2 separate regions of the Anas platyrhynchos genome follow, and region 1 is linked to region 2. A link is a contact called in public Hi-C data. All regions are on one chromosome and are shown on one strand. Each heading gives the region's core, a stretch centred on a gene start, on an enhancer-like site or on the middle of the called end of the contact. The rest is flanking DNA. Distances are from core to core; before and after follow the strand shown.

Region 1 (6,955 bases), core at 2,659-5,158, 190 kb before region 2:
ATTAAAGTATCCTTCAGAAAGGCACTTCAGGATCCTTATGTGAATCCTAACTGTACCTTAAATTATTTACATTATATTATATCATTCTGGGTGGGTGACTAACACCCTGTTATTACTACTACTTCTGTATTCTTCCCAAAGTTGACATTTTTACAGCCAGACTGTAGGTGGCAGCAGTTCTACAGTTATTTATTTTGCCTGTTTCGTGAAATTCGGTTGTGGGAGTACAGTCAGAATGAAGACAAAAAAGCAGCCTTCTCTCTCTGGTTGTCAGAATAATAAGATGTAAAATGTTCTTGTTTCCAAAGGGTTGGTGGTTTGTTTGTTTTTTTATAACCCGCTGGAATTTGATCATGCTTTGGGTCTAAGAAAGTAGAGTTAATTCTCTTTGGGGTGTGCTAAGTCATCTTTCTCAGGGAAGGGAGATGCACTGTATTTTTTTTAGAACAGAATTTATGGCCACCTGGGCATATTTTGATATCTAGAAGCAATACTGTATGATTTCCTTCAAAAATATATCATTCTCTTGTGTTTGATAAACACTGGACAAGTGGCAAAAGCTGAAGTAGGCATTTAAAAAAAATCACTTAGAACCATAAGATTCAGTTTTATGGATTGTGATTCAATATTCAGTGTGAAAACAGAGAAATCCAGATTAGTGGTAAAATCTGGACAGAAGTAGAACTGATTCTCTGCTGAGTTAAACAAATTTGGCCTGTCTGCCACAGGATTGGAGCTAGTAAAACCAAACTAAATTCAAATTCTTCCTAAGCTCCTTAATGAGCCTGGTACAGTTAAGGTGTAACCCAAACATCACAAGTTATATATTTTTGTGCATGCAGTTATACAAAGAATATTATGGCTATAGTATCAGACTCAGCAACACTACATCAGTGTTCATGTAGGTAGTATATCTTTATGTACCAACACCCATACCCTCCCCAAAATACTCCATGACTATCTTTACTTACATGATATTATCTTTTATTCACCCCTCCAAGTCCCTGTTTGCCAGATGAGCAGCGGTATCTTGTCCTATTTTCCTTGCTGTACATGTATTCCTGTATCTTGTTCAGTGAAACTTGGTAACACTGAGGCTGGAGGCATGTTGTTGATGTGCCCATGGCTTTTTTTAATGTTACTTATACCTACAATAAAGCCAAACAAAATTAAGATTATAAATGCAGCTTCACAATCACCTTTTGAGTTGGTCCTTACCTGCCAGAGAACACTGTCAAGGCACAACAAAGTTGAAAGTTGCAGCCTCTCAGCCACTTGTAGCCCTAATACTTCAGCAGCCAAGGCTTCCCTCCACCTACACACTGGAGTCCTGACTGTCTGTTGTTGTTGGTCTTATGTTTGTTTGTTTTTCAAGTATCAGTTAGCCTTAGCATTGATGTCCTTTAAGGAGACATTAGATCCAGTCCTTAACAAAACAACCTTGAGAGCATGGCTTTAAGGAGATTACTGCTGTTAAAACGAATTTTGTATTAAGACAAAAGGTAAAAACAAAGCAAAGTTACCACAAAGAAAACAACAGTCAAGTCAGTAGTGCTGGACTTGATGATCTGTATCTGTACTGCCAAAAGTGAAATGGTTTGCATCACACTGTAATGAACCCACTACAGCATTCAGCACTGAAGCTAGCTCTGAGACCTGGAAATCCGGCCCCAAACTAGGCAGGCTTCAATAAAGAAAATATCCCTGTTTACCCTCAGCACCAATTTTATCTAAATTAATTATTGCCCACTATTTGACTTAGACGATTAAAGAGTGAATCCGATCATGGGATTGCAGATCTCAATATAACCCACTACATTTCAGGTTCTGTACGTGGTAAAAACTGTTAGAATAATTTTAGGTCTCTTTACCAGTATTGTTTTAGTTTGATGATAAATATTCATTTCAGATCAATTGGAAGAGGTGAACTTCCTTAGAAGCTATAGAAAAACAACTCAGTGTCCTTCACCTCCTCAAAGTTAGAGCTTAAGAGCGTCTCTATAAATTTACGAAGGAAATCCAGTGGTACACCTCTGGCTACAGCCCAATCTGTGCATGATGGATCACACCCTAAGGCATCCTGACCCCATAGCAAAGGAAAGATCAAAATCTTTCAGCCTCTGGCATATTGGTTTCTGTAGGCAGGTCTTCATTTGAAGTAACTGGAGGACCAAGATCCCTAGGCATGGCGTGCACCTTGCTATGGAACCTCTCACATTGTGTGTGCCCACTTCCCAGTGATTTTCAACTCTTCCTCCATACGTCATTTTCTCAGCTGGATTTTGAAGCTAACTCTCCAACTCCGGCGGATACTTCATGTAACATTAAGCACATTTCGGAAAGTGATGTTTGGGGGTTCTGCTTTCTGGTTTTCTATGTCACAGCCTAAACTTGTCTGCAGAACCTCCCTGTGTCACTCTTACCCATTGCACCAAAGAGTCAGTTCCTCTCTAGCACTTCTCAAAAGCCCCTCCACACAGCTGGAAACAAGAGCCCCCGCCTTCACCCAGTTACCCATTTGCCTTGGCAAGCAGAGCATCTATAACATTCTGCAGCTCAACTCCTGCTAGTTCATTCCTTCTACTTGTTTTTCATGCTGGGGCTTTCCTTGATCACAAGCTTACAGTGCTCATCAACAGTGCCACAGTTCTGCCAATTCTGGTGAATCTTGTTAAGGCATAGCCTAAAAACACTCAGAGGGTACAGACCGTCTCTTCCAGGAGACAGGCTCACAACTTAACATTTTCTCTGCAGAACCAAGCCCTAAATCCCTCAGGAAGCTGAAACAGATTCCTTGCCACAGGATCACAAAGTACATGAGTTCTTCAAAAATAGAAAGGTTTAGAAAGGTTTTCTGAAAGATTTCTCATCATTCCACACTTTTACTCTGTAGAGCTCAGGAAAAGTGGGAAAAAAATGGCATCTTAAAAGCACTTAAACTCACCCTTTTGGTAAGTATCTCACAAATTCCATATGCAATAAACCATGCACTATGGCAGCTCTAGAGAAACTAAACTTTGAGCTCCTGGTGGGGCTCTTCAGGCTGTCATATGACATCTTAATTAGCCTCCTATCAGGTGATGAGATCTTCATCAGGTGACCGCAGTGCCAATGTGCTTTTACTGGTACCCTCAAACACATAGTTTCTTCTCTCTGCTAACCTATAGAATGTTTAGAAAACTGTTATTTTAAGTCATTTCCTTAGCTCTGTGACCTTCTGGTGCACTACAATTCTTTGGCATCTGGTTTTGTTGTGGAAACCCTTCACACTGTGGCAAGCAGCACACAGTACCCAGTTGTCTGTGCAGGTTAGCGTTTAATGGGATGGATTAGATGGAAATCCACTGGGGCTTTTTCTGTTTGTTCTCTCTCAAGTTTGTCTCTTCTCTTATGTGGCCAAGACAGATGCTGAAATATTGACTCCATTTACTCAGAATTTCCTCTCTGGTCCTCATTAAACAAGTTTAGATTAATGAAGGAAGTCTGACACACTGCCCTCTTTTTTTATTTTTTTTTAAGATATATTTTAGCAAGTCTGGAGATTCCAGAGCTGCTGTTCATAGTTCAGGAGAAGTACTTGACTAACAGAAGTCTGACTTGTGAACATTACCAAATCTGGAAATTTTGGAAACTGTTCAAGTAGTCATACTCCTTTTTAAGCTAGATGTTGAAAACAATACAACTATTTTCTTTATGGATTTGAGGGCAGGATTAATTTTGAGGTGATTTCCTTTATTTAGATCAGAAATACACCGTCTTACATATTTTATATCCATTGTGTTTGTTCTGTAATGCCTCTTTCAAGCATTTCCACGCAAGCCAAAATGGAAAAGATTTAGCAATCAAAACCAGTGGGAGCTTCCCTTAATAGAAATGACCAGCAAGGATTTGGCAACGTATTCTGTTGATTGCACACATTCTAAACAGAGTCCAGAGGAGGCCCTTACAGCAGTCTTGGCACTGAAGCACACACAGGAGTTAAAAGGAGGCAGATCGTGTTTTTTCCATGATATGGCTTTGATATATGCATGGAAAAAGGGCACTTTGCATAGCTATTAAGACAACTTAATAACAAACATAATAAATCTAAATAGCTGTTTTTCTGCTAAGGGGTAACGTGAAGGAAAAGAAAGACTCGTGGTTGGTTTTGGCCCCTGGGTAAAGAACTGTAACAGGTTTGGACATGCACTTCATGTGATCAGGCTTCTCCACTGAAATCTCTGACCTGTTCTGGTACAAACATGAATCACAGTCTGAGTGAGAAACTCTGCTGCAGTCCTCAGAAAAATCACAAGGTTCCTGGTAGCTTGAGATGATAATGTCCTCATTTGTGGCACTACCTGAACATTTCATGACTTCACATTTACAGTATTTTGTCAATTTTGTCACAAGTAAGGAGTTACATGTTTATGTGGGGAGGAAGGGGGGATAAAGATCAATGACTTTTGAAGTATTTTTCCCTTAAAAAAAGTTGAGTATAAGATTTCTTCACATCAAGAACTAATAAACATCTGAGATGCAGCGGTGCCTGACAGTTTGAGGTCATATTGGATGAAAGTTAGTAGAGGTGGATTTCTTTTTTTAAAATGTAGGTCACAGTGATAAAAGGCATCAGTTTTATAGTGCAGTAATCTACTTTGCAGGTTACCTTCCTGCTCAGCATTTCTGTTTCAGCTTGTACAGCTCACAGCAGAGCATTTTTTAGAGAGGGAATCACTAGCTCTAGTTTTAGCGAGAGCATTTGTCGGCTAATGATGCTACTTTGTCACATAAAACATTGAGAAGATGTAGAAGATGAGTTGTATGTAATTTGATCAAATCTCACCTTTTCCAGTTTCAAGTTTATTCAATGCTCTTCCAAGGTTTTAAAGCCCCAGCTTAATTAAACTATTGGTAGATCAGGAGACTGACCTGTGGCAGCTATTCAGTTTTCATCTTCATACAAGTTGCAGTAATTAATACAACCAGAAAAAAAAGAAAAGACATACTACTTACTGCATGTTATTGGAGGATCAAAATAAGATTAAGTGTTTTTGCGTCTATGTCAATCCAAACCACAGTTTGGAGACTTGTTTGCTTGACACATTGCTTGTTTGTTTGCAAAGTAGGAAAGAATAAAGGTTACATGTGCTACTAAACAGGAATTGGTCACCAGCTATTGCCTTTATTTTAGCTTTTCTGACTCTTTCTCCAGTCTTTGGCTTAAAAGATCAGAGTTTCTAAGTTATACTGAAAATCTACATATAAAACCCAGATTCTGAGCCTTTTGCTCTAACAATAAGTTCGTTTTTATATTATGAAGGGGGCTGATTATATTGCTAGTATTAACAACCTATTGATGAGTACTTCTTATCAATAAGTGATTATTTTCAGCTCATAACTTCACCAGAATTCCTTTGTTTTGTATGGAAGTTGCCACTCTATGGCATCTGAATTGTTAGGATAGGGATGGTCTGGAGAAGAACCACACGTTCAAGAGACTGCATTCCATAGGGCTCCCATGACTTTTCCAGCATTAGCTGGGAGGATTATAGCAAACAAAGCAACTCTGGAAGAGAGAGGATCTTCTCCTTAATTCTGCCCAAATAAGCTGTTATGCCTCCTCTGCTGTGCCAGAGTTCTTCTGTGATTCTGGTCACATCACTTAAACCAAACTTTTCACAGGTAGTCTGTGTTCCTCATTTTCTATTTGCTTTACTTGGACACTGAAGCCTGATTGCAGAAGTGCTGAAAGTACTCATATCTGCAACAGAAGTCAATGAGGGCAAATATCTGGGGAAAAAAAAAAAAAGTACTATACCAGTGTGTACCGACATTTCTAGATTCTAGTCCTGGAGGACCTGCTGTGTCAAATAGCAAGTGAGTCTTCTAGTTGCACGACCCCCTCCTACAAGTAGTGTTATGGGATGGAGCAAGACATAGGATGCAGGGCCATAGAAATTGTCCAAGTATCGGACAGATTGATCTTAAGTTATAGTGTGTCCATATTGTCTCTTGAGATAAAAACTGTGGGAAGAATTAGGAACAATCTGAGGCACAGAGAATCTAACATTCATATCTTTGATCAACATTTCTCCCGACTTCTGTTCTATATCCTTCGAATAAGAACAGCATCTTTGTCACAAGGAGAACATTTTTCTAACCTGGCTAGACCACAGTCAGATTCCAGCAGGCTCAGCTGGACCTCCCCAGAAGCATTCATGAAATCATGACTCCCATTTTACCTTCTTGCAGACCTATGTACAGCTTGCAAAGCTAAGCCTTGCTTCAAGAAACATTTGAGCAGTTTTGAAAATGCTGTGCAGACTTACTATTTGCAGCCACATGGGCCCACTGTTAGGATGTTTTCCAAACCTGTAGGGAAAGCAGAGATCCTTCCTCAGCTGCCAGCCCTACACCCAGGTAGGTCAACAAGAGTTTGCCCTTGATGTGAATGCAAGCAGAACTAAGTTTTCACTATGCTATCTAAGGGAGTGTCTTTGGGTGCAGCCAATTGTTGGCAACACAGCGCTAAAAGTTGGTAAGAGTTGCTGTAAATACACCCAAGGGCTTAAACAGTAGTCTCATATTCTTATTTGGACGTCTAGGTAAATAGATGCATTTGGAGACTTTGCAATTCTATTTCCCTACCCTCAGGTCAGAAAACTCACATGGAGACCTGATCTCTAAGTGCACAGTGCTGAGACCCTGAGCCTGTACAAGCATTCGCACCAGTGCCCTAGCACTGCGTGGGGTTCCTTAGCCTTAAGAGCAGGGCAGGCTATGCAAGCACAACAGTGTCCAAGCCAACGTGCCTGGAAACAGCAACACGATTACGTGGTCACATCACTTCTGGCTTTGTTTCTGGGATGTTTATTTATAGCTTAGAGTCCTCTGCATCATGCTCTTAAAAAGCGTAATAGAAAAAGAAAGAATAAAAGACTCTGTCCCATCATCTCTCAGACCCCTTTGGTTT
Region 2 (6,701 bases), core at 2,853-5,352:
CTTATCTTTACAGCCAATACCGTGTGTTTAACTGAAAGTGCCTTTTCTATTAAGAATTTTATTCTTCCATTTGCTGCAAGTCTTTTTTTTTTTTTTTTTTAAATATAGAAGTCAACACGAGAACTGTGCATAATGGAAGTTTAAAACTGTGATTTTAAAATTTTTATTAGTTGAAAAAAGGGAAGAGATACATGAATAACTTCAGCAATCAGACTGATCTGTACAATTTGAAAACAGAGAAGCAATCCCAAGTCCATTTAATTCTCTTCCACAGCTGACTGTGAATCTTACAGTGATTTATTTTCTAGTACAGGCTGAAATTGTAGCCAGTGATTTCCAGCAATCCAACGTAACACACTTTTTAAAACTGAACTTCTGTTAATGATAAGAAATTCCCACAGATTTCTCTCTGCATTCTGTTCAGCAGTTTAACAGATGCAGCAAGAAAAGAGAAAGGAAAAGGAGGGTTCTTCTAACTAAAGCTGTACTTTGAGATGCTAATTAATTACCTCACTTTTCTCATGCATGGGAATCATGCTATTTCTCTCACATAGGGATGGCTCAGAATCCTCATTCTCATTTAACATACCTTCTTTCACCATTGTGGCAAACCTAATGAAAGCAACAAAGATAGAAAAGTTACAGAAGTAATATTATTTTCCATACACAAAACTTTTCAATGATATTATATTCTTCCTTATAAAACAGGTGAAAAAAAACAAACCTCACAGCCCAATTTGAAGAATATACACAACTTGCATTCTACAAGGCTGAGAAAACATGGCTCTTTTTTACAGCTTATATCCAATGAAAGATACTTCTCAGAGAGAGGGATAGTAAGCTCCAAGCTGACTGTGGGTAATTATCATCGTATTTACTTAGATTAAATGGTCCATTGCTGGTTCTGTTGATGGTAACAAGAGATATGTCAGTGTCCTAAATGAAATTGTATATGGATATTTACTGTAATTTCACAAGTCTGAGTTAATAAGAGTTGCATGCACATGTCTGAAGACAAGGCTTAGAGTTCTTTGTCACAGCAGCTCCACCGACTACCTATCAATGCCAACAGCTTTTTCTTGAAGCCCTGTACCTTACTCTGGCCGTATAAAACACAACTCAAGTTGTGCCAGAATGCTTGAGCCAACAAATTCCTTCCTTGATGAATTGCTGGAAGCAAATCAGGGACCTAATTCTCACAATTATCAAGCCTTGGGTTTATAATATGTTTGAGATCTGGGAAAGATCTCTTGAGCAAAGACAGGGCTGTTTTAACACCTGGGTGGTTTTATTTGAGTTGTTCTGATATGAAACTGGATTGAGATGTAGCTAAGGCATAGAGAAAGAATACAAAACCATAGTTTCAGTGTATTCCAATTTAATGGCTTTGCTCTCTTTTCTTTTTGAATTGAAGATATTTACTTTCAGTACCTTCCTACATTTTTAATTACTGTTTGTGGATCCAAATAGCAGTGGCAGTCTTTTTTTTTTTTTTTTTTAAAGCATCATAAGTGATACTTCTGTTTTTCCTCAGAGGAAAGATTCAAGATCTAAAATTCCAGGAAAGATTCAAGATTTTGCCTAGGCACCGGGGCCAGGAATCCACAAATGCCAGTCTAGTCACTGGACTAGAACGCATCAGCAAGCTACCAGCTCTTCCCTCCTTCCCTTCACTAACCATTTCCTCAGGTTTTCCTCAGGAGCTGCTGCCTGTGAGGGACCCGTGCTGGGGCAGTTTGCTCCTGAGGGATGGACCCTGTGGTACGGACCCACATCTGGCACAGTTCTGGAAGAGCAGCTGCCTGTGGGAAGCCCACGCCGGATCAGTTCACCAAGGACTGCATGCCGTGGGTGGGACCCCACAGCACAGGGGACGAGAGTGACCGAGAAGGAGCTGCAGAGAAGAAGTGCTGTAGACTGACCATGACTCCTGCTCACAGTGGCATAAAGGAGAGGAAAGATTCACTGAGCAAGGGGATGGGGTTCTCTGCTGCTGGGCAGGGATTGTTTCAAGGTGGGAATAGAGGAATGTGATAGCGTGCGCTCTGCCTTTGGGCTTTGGGGAACAGGTCTTCATCCTGTCAGGTTCTTACTGCAGCTACATTTGAGTGATAGGAAGTGGGATGAATGAGCTCAAAGCAAGTAGTTGGTTCATAAGCAAAGCACAGGCCCATTTTAAAACCAACCTTCCTCCCCCCCAAAAAAAACACAACACACATACAAAAGAAAACAAAAAAGCCCCCAAATACACAAGAAAAAAGACATACACAGAGGAAAAAGCAAACAAAACGTCACCCTCCGTGCAAACAAAATCAGGGATTGAGAAACCATGTGGCAGAACTCACAGCCCCCTGTTAAGGCTTGTATTGTGGAAACCAGCCAGTACCAGGCTTATTTGAGTACATCTCTGTAAAATATACTTCCCTTACTGTTGAAAAAGAAAGGCTTTTTATAGCAGTTTTTATTAGATCCTCTGATTTTACTTGTTTTTCATAGGAGGGAGAAGAAAAGCGGGGGAGAGCAGGGCTCAAAAGATGACTGACGGGCAGCATGTGCATGCCGATATTTTTAGCCCTATTGCCCTGGTGACGGTCAACAGTCTGCTTTGCGCGCACACAGCCCAGAAAGGAACGCAAACAAAATGCCACCAGCACTGCCAGAGCAACTAATGCTCAGATTTAAACAAAAAGCGACAGCCGTCACCCAGAAAAAAGGCGTAAGGAAACCCTGATGCAATCTCCTTCCCCACCTCCCCCAGCAGCTCCCGCCCTGCACAGCTGGGGAGCAGTCCCTGGGTTGCTCCTCCTGCTGCATCCAGCTGCAGGGGATGGAGATGCAACAGGACGGAGGGAAACTTACCTGGGGAACGGCAGCATTCAGAGAAAAGACCATGCCCCTGGGCAGCCCCTCCAGCACACGGAGATGGAGAGGTGCTAATCCGCTCCCTGTAAGCAGGAACAGCTCCGTGCCAGCTCTGGCTCCTCCTCCCCTGCTGCTGCCGCTAGTCCAGCGCAGTCCCTCCTCCACAGCTCCACAAGATGAAGCAGCAAGGCCCTCAATCTGCAGCTTGGGGGGACCTATAAAGGCTTCCCAGATGTCACTTTATCTCCTGGTGCTGTAGATAGTGGTCCCCCGGGGCAGTGGAGGGGTTGGGGTGGAAGGCAGGTGTCAGGGGTGTTTGGGCAATGGAGCAGCCCTGAGCCCACAGCACCTTAGAGGAACTGCACTGGGACAGGCAAGAAAATGAAAGCATTTGCACATCTGTGGTGCTCCTGAGAAAATCCTGCTGCTTCTCAAAGGAGCGAGGGTGCCCACCTCAGCTGTAAGTACCCCGAGGGGATAAGAGAGCTGCTCTCGCAATCTCATTTTGCAAGCCATGCTGGGAGGAGCATGTGAAAGTAGATTCAAGTGCAACACGTTGCTACTTTGCTCCTTGTAGCATTACACGCAGCAAAAGCAACTGCAAATCTGAAGGAAAAAAAAAAAAAAAGCTGTTTTGTGATCAGATTAAATTTCCCTGAAATGCTCAGAAGGTGAGACATCTCTTAAAGCCTCCCCAAGAGAAAAGCTTGCCCTAAAATCTGAAGAGTCACACTCCTCTTCATATCATCACTGGGGTGACAGGAGATGAAATGAGATAACCCAGATCCATAAAAACAGACCAGGGAATTAAGAAGTCACAGGGGTATTTAAAAACATTCTCCTTTGATAATTCTGGGGAAAAAGCCTCCTAGACCATCCATGACATGGACATGCCCCCTAGACATCCGTGAAAATATGTCGATGTGTGAACAGCTCAAATTCTGAAATGCAACACATGCTCTGCTAGCAAAGCAAGAGACAGAAATATGCTTTTTTTTGTTTTATCATGTTGTTTATCATGTTTATCATGACAACTAACTTCACTGAAAAATGTATCTCCCTGTGCTTTTATTGTAATATAATAAGTGGATGGCTTCTCCTTTTCTTGCAGGTGTGCTTTATCAAAAAAAAACACATCTGAGTATCATTGGTGTATGACAGTCACCAGAGAGCTTAGAAACGTTTACTAATGAAGTTCTCTTTGCAATAAGTATATTGAAGTTTCTCTCAGATTCATAGTTCTGTTTTCAAAATGGACAGTGCAAGTTTCCTGACCTGCTGCAGCAGGGAGATCCTTTCCAAGGCCAGCCTTCTGTACCAGCTACAGGACGACAACTTTGGCCTTCGTATTAAGCTCTGAAAACACAAACTGTATCCTGTTGGCCTGAACTTTCAGCATTTTCATTTACCTCAGTGAGCATCGGTGGAGCTGTTTTGGATAACTTTGGATTTTTGCCTCAACTTTATCCTGCTTGGCTGCTGGGTCACTTTATTGAAATACTAGAGAACATGCCCAAAATCCCATGAACCAACTACACAGATCAGAACGTCCCAGCCGTGATTAAAGCTAAGAGTTAAACCCATAACAAGTCTGAGGAATACGGCCTCCACAATGCTTTCTCATTTTAAGCTTTTAAGTACAGTTTTACAAACAAGAAGCTTGCTGTTAACCAGACATGTTGCACGTCTTTGAAATCAATCTCTATTAATGGTTCAGCAAATATCAAAAAAATTAAGCAATCACTTAAAAACATGGCAGTCATTACAGAAAAATGCATAAAATAGAGTACATTTTCCCCCATGATTTCTGATTACTGACCAATCAAACTCATTGATCATTTATTCCCCCCATATCTATACCAATTTCATAGATATGAAAAAAAACGCAATTGCATACAGCTTCATTCACAGACTAGATTCACAGAGCTATGCTGAATTTCTTAACACAGCCATATTTATAGGAAGTCAGTCTTTTAAATTTGTTGTTCACGTAAATTTTAATGGTATGTTAGCAAACCAAAAAGATTTGGAATTCCAGCCTGTTGCCTTAAATGTTTGGGTTGTGATTTCTCCCCCCTCTCCAGAGTATGAGCCTTTACCACAATAGATTTCTGATTCATAATCAAAGCTTCAATGTGCTACCACAACAAAAATATCAGCACAAGCTCTTATAGAAACTTAAGTCTGTGTTTTAGCAAGACCAATATTGGTATTTGAGAATTCAGCAATAGATTATCTAAGCCTAGCACCTAGTCTACAGAGCTGGCAGTATTTGTCCAGCAATACATTCATTAGTGTATCCTTTTGGAAGGGGAATATATTGGCTGTGGATAAAGTGGTAAAACTCACTCCTTTGACTTGCCAGAAGTCAAACGTGTTCATGAAGATCCATCTGTCTTTTTCAGAATACTTCTCTATGTATACACGCCTACCAGTGACATCATTGCACAGTACTTTCTGTACAATGCAGACAGAAAAGACGCTGTGAAGAATTCCAAGATAATTTTAGGATTAATCTATACTATTAATGACATATTAATGGTCATGTCATTCTCCTAGTACAACTTTTCGGGACTAGCAAATACACTCATTTTCAAAGTGATTGCAAAACTACCTATGATTTTCTATGCTCTCTACGTGCCATAAGCCTTAGCCTTTTAACAGCTATTACAGCAGGTTCATCTGCATCATTTCCACTTCATGAAAACAGTGTCTATAATCTTTGTATGCTTGAACAAAAAGCCCCAAACCTCTGAAACTATACAAGGCTGCTAGTTATACTGCTTCTACTTGCAATCTGTTGTTCTGTATTTTGGGCTATGACTTACTATTTCTCCAGATTCCAACAGCCTAACTTCCCTTTCCATAGGTGGAAAAAGGATATTGCAGTTGCATAAATCAGCTGTGCATGTACACCGACTCTTTACTGTATGCGCAGGAATTTGTTGTGCCCATTTACTATGTATCTATACATTTGTCAGATGGTCAGAGACCATCTGACAAAGGCACCTTCCACTTTGGATTTCTAAGTGTTGTCAGACTTGGGACAGATTCTTTTCAACAATTCAACACAGATCATTTTTCTACAGTTATTACAGAGAACAGAAAAAAATCATAATTTGCAAAGCAGGATGGACTTTAACATATAATTTGCAAGAACTAGTATGCTCTCTAATATAGATGCATCTATCGACAGTTACAGAATGATTCAAACACGCTATTATTTCTGCCGTCCTCTGTTGTTCGAACCACACTTAGTTCAGTAATTGTTCAGCTGGTTTAAAAGTAGTCTGTTTTCTCTGGGTAGCCTGCTAATGCTGGTAGGAAGTCTAATTGTCAACCTCCAAATATTTTGCAGACTGAAAATAAGGGTAGTATTTAATTTCTTTAATTTAGATTTGCTTAAAGTAAGATTTTTATCTTGTATCTTAAATAATATTCTTTGCACATTGATATCTGAAAGGCTAAAATCCTGCTCATGCTCCAGGAGTTACCATAAAAAGAAGCAACATGAAATATGTTTTACTCCAATGTTTCACCATTTAGAGAAAAGTGAATCTGTAAAATCAATCTAGAAATAGATCACAATCATAAAAATGCACCAGATTTGTATGGATGACATCATGTGAGTGATTTAAATCTATGCAAACTCTTAACTGAGAAACATGACCCTCACTTCTTGCCTTTAATAGTGTAAGTCTCCATCTGCAGGTAGAGTTGATCACAAGCTCCATCCTCCATCAATGATGAGTTCGTTGCCAGTCATGTAGGCAGACTGAAATTACATAAAAGGTAACAATTTTTCATTATTATGTATATATATTTACAGCTGTTAAGTA

The links. A called contact is a pair of places that touch in the nucleus more often than the background predicts.
Region 1: a contact with region 2 is called in a Hi-C map of liver, with 1.8 times the contacts expected there. The contact joins the enhancer-like site here to the promoter of SLC9B2 in region 2. A contact is called at or near these places in 2 of 8 Hi-C or Micro-C datasets (liver and subcutaneous adipose tissue).

The regions. Positions count from the first base shown.
Region 1 is chr4:9,978,139-9,985,093 of IASCAAS_PekinDuck_T2T, reverse strand. It overlaps SLC39A8 (solute carrier family 39 member 8), which reads right to left. Exons shown (of 12, transcript XM_072036969.1): 3 at 972-1,148. Among named protein-coding and RNA genes, the nearest start is that of SLC39A8, 9.5 kb to the right of the region's middle. Within about 2 kb of position 3,908, at least 2 of the 8 cell types and tissues checked have an H3K27ac peak or open chromatin away from gene starts, as enhancers often do. A contact at or near this core is called in subcutaneous adipose tissue, where this site is marked.
Region 2 is chr4:9,784,761-9,791,461 of IASCAAS_PekinDuck_T2T, reverse strand. SLC9B2 (solute carrier family 9 member B2) reads right to left here and starts at 4,102. Exons shown (of 13, transcript XM_072036965.1): 1 at 2,860-4,102; 2 at 1,679-1,802; 3 at 510-612. The coding sequence starts at 602. It overlaps BDH2 (3-hydroxybutyrate dehydrogenase 2), which reads right to left. Exons shown (of 10, transcript XM_072036970.1): 10 at 4,542-6,637. The coding sequence ends at 6,584.